Linked DNA regions of Capra hircus: region 2 is linked to region 1. Evidence: chromatin contacts called from public Hi-C data. All regions are on one chromosome and are shown on one strand. The core of a region is the stretch at or near the end of the contact, and the rest is flanking DNA. Distances in the headings are between cores, read along the strand shown.

Evidence for each region. A called contact is a pair of places that touch in the nucleus more often than the background predicts.
Region 2: a contact with region 1 is called in a Hi-C map of blood, with 3 times the contacts expected there. The contact joins two enhancer-like sites. A contact is called at or near these places in 3 of 5 Hi-C or Micro-C datasets (all in blood).

The regions. Positions count from the first base shown.
Region 1 is chr12:66,609,704-66,613,018 of ARS1.2, reverse strand. No RefSeq gene overlaps it. Among named protein-coding and RNA genes, the nearest start is that of DLEU7, 310 kb to the right of the region's middle. Within about 2 kb of position 1,343, at least 1 of the 5 cell types and tissues checked has an H3K27ac peak or open chromatin away from gene starts, as enhancers often do.
Region 2 is chr12:67,162,948-67,166,476 of ARS1.2, reverse strand. No RefSeq gene overlaps it. Among named protein-coding and RNA genes, the nearest start is that of SPRYD7, 13 kb to the left of the region's middle. Within about 2 kb of position 1,741, at least 5 of the 5 cell types and tissues checked have an H3K27ac peak or open chromatin away from gene starts, as enhancers often do.

The sequences.
Region 1 (3,315 bases), core at 94-2,593:
GTTTCCAAGTTATTTCATTAACTGACTATTTTGGTCAGATGTATTTTGGAAGAAGGCTTTAAGAGTGAAACTTACTTTAAATTCCCAATTATCCAGGATATGTTGTTTGAAGATGAGAACAGCTGGCTATTTTAATTCCCTAAGTGTTGAAATATTGTGGAAAAGAGAAACCCCAAACCAGCTTGCTAACAAATGACTTAGTGAATGAATCAGCAGGATTGAGCTCTCTCTGGTTCTTCTTGGATGTTTTCTGTGTGTCCCCACAATCTGGGTGTAGTGTGATGAGCTGTTCTGCTGCGAAACCAGAGTTGAAAGAATAAACAGGGTTGACAGAATAAACAGTAAATCCTGATTGTCAAGGAAGGTTTACAAGTCAGCTTCCTTCTGCAGCTTTAACTCACATGTCTGGCCTTCAGGGAACGTGCTGAAGCTTTCCCTTTGTGCACTGGTGGCAACGACTTAAGTGCCTCTGATTTGTTTGGTTTCCCATTGACCAGTGCAGGGTCCTAGGCAGGCCCTAGTGGATGGAGGCTGCCAGTGGAAAAGACCAGAGAACTGGACATCACACGGTGAACAAAACATGCAGAGATGTGCTGGGGAAAAAGTGGGACACAGCACAGTGCCTGCGCGCGCACACACACACACACACACAATAACAAATTGGAAAACAAATGAATTTATTGATTATAGATCATTATGGCTGATACCTCAAATGAAATGTCGTATATGTCTAAAACATTTTCCATTTTCTATTTGTCACGTGCTCTCCTCTAAGGAGCTTGAAATGCATGCGCGGCTTCTTATGAGCCGACCACTCGGCACTGTTAAATGAGCAAGCTGGGTGAGGATGGGCAGGTAAGGGACATTGAAGAGGGAGTTGAAAAGGGAAGCACAAACCTCAAGTGCCGATGGTGGTCACTCAGCATCAGGAATAAGAACATGAGGAGAGCAATGAGTCTACAGCAGAGCTCCGTTTATCACCAGGGCAGCCTGGGCACCTGAGGGGCCTGGGCACATCGTCTTGCTGAGAAGAGCTGTTATCTGGGAGTGAGTTCCTAAACCTTAAAGTCCTTGTCAGTGCAGTCCTGTGCTTTGAGCACGTTCCACCAGATGATTCAGGAAAGTTGCATAGTGGAACAGCTGCACTTTGGAGCCTGGGTGGTGACACCCCATACGTGGGCAGGCCCAGGGACCCGATGGTTCGTGACAGGGATGCATGTGTCTCCTGGGCTGCTTTGCACATCTCAAGGGTGACTCCCAGTGACACCAGCCCCCAAGCACAGGCTACCAGTGTGCACTTGTAACCTGAGCTCACACAGAGCTGTTGACCCTCAGGACAGCTGCAGTTTGAGTTAATAGCACATAATTCAGCCCCTTATTGAGGCTTTCCTAGAAATCCAACCATGAACTCTGCATGGATTCAGTCCAGGAAACTCCTTTCCTATCTGAGAGAGCAGAAATGTGTTTTTCGGCATTTATTTATTTGCAGCAGTTGGATGAAACCTCAGTCACCAGTGTCTCTCCTTTTCTTCTTCTTCTTCTTCTAGCCCTTTGCATCCTTACTGCTCTTCTGAGGGAGTGCTCTTCTGTGAGACATAGCAGGGACACCCTGCCATAGTCGGGATTCTTAGCAGTAGGTTTTCCCTTGTGGTGTAGAGAAGAGAATCCTGATTTCTAATCGATGGGGAGCAGAAGCACAGCTGAGACAGTGAAATTTGAAGAGGTCAAGTTTTGGGGGGAAAGGATGGAACAGATGAGACCTCGCTGACGCAGGGTTCCTTCTCCTTCTTGGGTGTCCACATTGTTTCGGTCACATCTCCTGAAACATCTCCTGAGACTTTCAGGGTGACATTTGTCTCCTTGGCACTGAAACCTGGCATTCTGAGTGTGATGCTATTAATCAAAGCCCCAGACTAAGGAGGACATTCTCTTAGAGCGCACAGAGACGGGAGGCGCAAGGTAGGAGAGCTGCTTTTTGCATCTTTTAAGAGTACACTCATAATTTCCCCCTACATTCTTTTTCCCTTAATAAAGTGCTTTGTGTGCTGAAGCTGAGCCTTCCTATTCCATCTGAAGTCAGTATTTCCTCCGGTCTTTAGACAGCCTTAGGGAAGTTCTCCTGCAAGACTATAGATGGATTTCACATTATGAAAGGAGAGAGGAAAGCCACTTCAGCACACCGTAGAATGGCCAGGGCACTATTTATTTATTTTAGAGGTGGTGGCAGCTGGGGAGGAAGGTTCAAAAGACACAAAGTTGTGTATGAATTATGATGTGATATGTTCGCTTTTAGCTCACCACCGGGCAGACCTTCAAAGTCAGTTTCCAGTGGGTTTTTCTCAAGGGCCCACACCAGCATCTTCCAAATGTGAGTCTGAAGATGCTTCCCATCTTACATCACTCACAAATAACTGCCAGAGCAACAAGAAACAAAAACTATACAATTTACAGTTTAGCCTCTTTGATGTGATGTGGGATGGGGATCTGAAAGCAAAGGCCTCTGGGTTGATTGCCATAGAGAGCAAACTCTTATTTCCTTAAGAGAGCAAGCGCATTAAAATTATTAGAAAGCCTTTACCAGATTAAATGAAGCTTGATTTGGGTCAAGGCGGGGGAAGGGAAGAGGAAAGAAACTAAACAGTGTGCACCGAGGATTTGCTGAACATGTTTTTTTCTTTTTTTTCAAATGCTGACGGGCATTAAATTAAGTAACAACCAAAGATTACACAAGAGTAAACACTGCTGCTAATGTTTGATTAAAAGCTAACTGAGGGCTCGAAGTGACTCCAGTGAATTTATAGATCATGCCAATAACAGCCCCAGGGGAATGGGGCTGCTCAGGGTAGAGGAGAAGTTTTATAGGTAGAAGCCACAGTTTTAAATGTTGAAAAGGAAAACCAAGGCTGAAGGAATGCTTTATAAACTTCAGGGAAGGAGAGAAAGACAGAGAAAGAGAGAAAAGAAAAGGGGTGTGGGGGATAGAAAGGGGAATTGTCTCTGCGACTGCTGGGCTTGGGGTAATAAAAAAAAAAGGGATGTGTAACATTTAAATAATTCTTCTAGGAGGAGAGAGAATGCTAGGATCAAAGAGTTAACTGTTCCTATGGGACAGGAGTCTTAATAAATTCTAGACTGTGTCAAGGGTTCCATCCACCCCAAATGAAAGAGTGTAAATTCCCCTGTGTGATCAAATAAAATTGATTTAACTTTGCAACATTTAGCTTCAGGTTAAAATTTAAGTGTACAGTCTAGCAACAAATGATTTTAAAATTATAGTCCCCATTCAGCAAACCTCTTTTGATAAGTGTTAAATGC
Region 2 (3,529 bases), core at 492-2,991, 550 kb before region 1:
CTACAGGTACATTCTTAACATATCAGGCATGCATAAAAATAGAGGTGTTGTGTTTGTTTATTTGTTTTTCTGATTAAATCAAATAGGGAGGTGGCTGTTGTTTTTGGCCACAGTTCTCACATTTGCTGAGAATTAGGCGAGGATTTTTAGGGGTGGGGGAAGCCTGTGTAAGGGCTTCCCGTGAAGCCGTTAGCTGAAAACCTTCGGTTTAAACCACAATGTCCAGGGCTGGCCTCTAGCTGCTGTCTCAGGGCTGCCTGGCCTCCTGCCTGTCCCGACCCCTTGCACCTCTGCTCTCCCATTAATAGCTGTTTGTTGGTGGGGGAGAGACTTTCACTTCTACATTACGCTCTTCTGCATCGTCTGCATTTTCACATGTTGACTCTGTGCGTATGTGTATGAGGACACTGAAGTTCTTCTTTCCTTGCCTGCTTTTTTACTAAGCCACGCATTACTTACATTAAATTATAAACGTGAGATGTTCACCCTGATGCAGCCTGCCTGTGGCTCCTCACAGTCACCCCTTCTCTCTGCTTCCTACCTCATTCTCTCTCCCTTTTCACCTTTTTCTTCTTCTCTGCTCTCATGAGGTTCCAGTGTTGCCTTTCTTCGTTTGCACAGATTTTTTTTCTCCACTGTACCCTTTGTGGGAACCGTCTTAGAGATTCCTCACAGGTCCTCATTTGTAATTACATTCTTCTTTGGTTGCCGTGATGGCTGACCTATAGGCCACAGCTCGGAAACACTTATCCAGAGTGACTCCTGCATGGAGTGGCATATTTCTCCACTTCTTTTACTTCTTATCCTCATATGTTTTGACAACAATTATTAAAAACATGTTCTTCCTTTTCCTTCAAGTCCTTTTCCCTCTTGACTAGTATAGCAGGTTTTGTTACCAGCAGAACTTTCTCTAAAGTGAAAGGCGACAGAGAGTTAACTAAAAGACACAGTGAGCTGCTGGGTGTGTCTAGAGTCTGATTTGGTTTGAGAAGAGGAACAGAAACAATTTTTGTATTTTAGAAATGGAGGAGGCCTCTTGGCCTAGTTTGAAAAACACAAACAGATAAAATTCTGTTTTAAAAAATCCAACAAAGTCTAGTTGGGAAGCTAAGCTAGCATCTTGTTACTAATGCATCAGAGGTCTTGGTCACATATTTTTAATGCTCTTGTTACTTATTAATTTAATATCCGAATGCATAGATCTCCTCCTGGCCCCTGTTAACCTTAATCGTGAGTTTTCTGTGCAGCCCCTCTGGCGCCCACCCTGGAGAGCTCGCTATCAGGACAGCTTCCAGGTAACCTGGGGCTTCAGCGAAGCACCGACCGATTGGCCCGGTCGCTCCTGTGCAGGCCGTGGTTTCTGCGCACACAGAAAATGATGGGGTGAGTCACAGTCCTCCTTTCCAACAAAAGGGCATTGTACTATGCTGTTTGGTTCAGGCTCTGGCGTGCCACTTGTGGTTGCAAATGTATGGGACAGGAGGCTGGCTGCAGCTGCATTCTAATGGGCTGCTTCGGGTGTGCCCCGATAGAGCGTGAGATACTTTAAGGCTGCGAGGCTTTGATTTACCTTCGATGCTCAGCGCTAAGTGCACTTGTGCTTAGCTCAGGGCAGCGCTAAGCCAGTTTGGCTTGGTTGGAAAGCTGCAAAAGAGGGGAAGGGCTAAAGTTTGCGCTGTGCTGGGGGGAGCGGGAGAGGCCCCCTGATGAGGCCGGCTTGCCGGCCAAGCGCCGGCAGGGGGCGCAGTTGCACCAGTAGCTAGAACGCCCCACTTGTTTACTTCAGCGTTACCTTTTTGGTGAATCCGGATGCGTGAGACCCTAGAAATTTAAACTTAAACCTGCACATAAGTATTAGAATATGAACTATTGAACAGAACAAATTCGCATTATATTTAGTCCAAAAGGCACAAGAAGAGTCCGGAGTTAGCTTACTGAATACTGAGTCAGGACACCTCCGAGTCAGATCTAAAGAGGAAAATTACCTGGTCAGCCTTCCAGGAAATAATAATTTTGCATTCGGACGCTTCTTACACTCACTTGACGAACTATTTCTTCTGATTTAGCTACCTCATTTGTCAGAGGAGAAGCCGACATTTATGAATCCAGTCCTCTAGCCTCTGCAAGAGGATGTAGCTACAGAAAAATTATATAGAGCTTTTCTGGGTTTTAGCCATGCTTTGAAAACACCCCAAAAGAGGGCCATTTGGAAAACTGCACTTACAATCCTGCTCTCTCTCATATATACATACACACACACATATACATATGTACCTGCATAAAATATAACATTTACACACAAAAATATATGCATATAGTATATATTTTATGGGGCTTCCCAGGTGTCTCAGTGGTAAAGAATCTGCCTGCCAATGCAGGAGATGCAGAAGATGTGTGTTCGATCCCTGGGTCAGGAAGATCCCCTGGAGTAGGAAATGGCAACCCATTCCATTGGAAACTTCCATGAACAGAGGAGCCTGGTGGGTTACAGTCGGTGGGGCTGCAAAGAGTCGGACATGACTGAGCTACTGAGCACACAGTATATATTTTATATATGATAAATATATATTAAAAATCTATCTCTGCCTGCAATGCAGGAGACCTGGGTTCGATCCCCTGGAGGAGGACAGAGTAACTCATTCCAGTGTTCTTGCCTGGGACATCTCCTGGACAGGGGAGCCTGGCAGGCTACAGTTCACGGGGTCACAAAGAGTCAGACATGACTGACTAACCACAGCACAGCACAGCACATCTATCTATCTATTTTTCAGGCCCTTTATAGAGGCAGCATAGCCTAGTGACCTCAGCACACAATGTCACTGGGTTTGACTTCTTGGTTCTGTCACTTATTAGCTGTGTGACCTTGTGTAAGTTACTTAACCTCTCTGTGACTTAATTTTCTCACCTACAAATGAGGTTAATAATAGTAAATGTTTCATTAGTTTAAGGATTAAATAGATTAATTTTGTAAAGCTCTTAGGATTATACTTGGTACATAAAAAAGTACTATAATAATTGTTAAATAAAATTCATATAATTTTAAAAACACTATCTTAATCATGAATGTAGATCACATTTCATAGGTACTTTTTAAAAGGTTTGAGGTTGGCCTTTAATAATATCTTTTTTAGGGAAAATCTATCAGGTAATAAATGATAAAGATGTGAGAAAGAATGTGTGAGTGGTGAACCTGTCCACCAGATTGAGTCTGAAGCTTTACATTATGATTCCAGGTGAGGCTCTGGTTTCCAGGGTGCAGAAAAGTCATCTGACAATATTTTTTTTTCTCATTTTGGAAAACTAAAAAACAGCCCCAGGAATTCCCTGGTGGTTCAGTGGTTAGGACTTTGGGCCTCCACTGTCAGGAGCGCAGGTTCCATCCCTGGTCAGGGAAACTAAGATTCCACATGCCATGTGCCGCGGCTGAAAAAGCAAACAAACGATAAAAAACCCAAAACAGAAATCCCAAATTCAAATGCCCAAATCGTCAGAGAATCATGTGCTTGGAGCACTTTAAATATAACTGCCC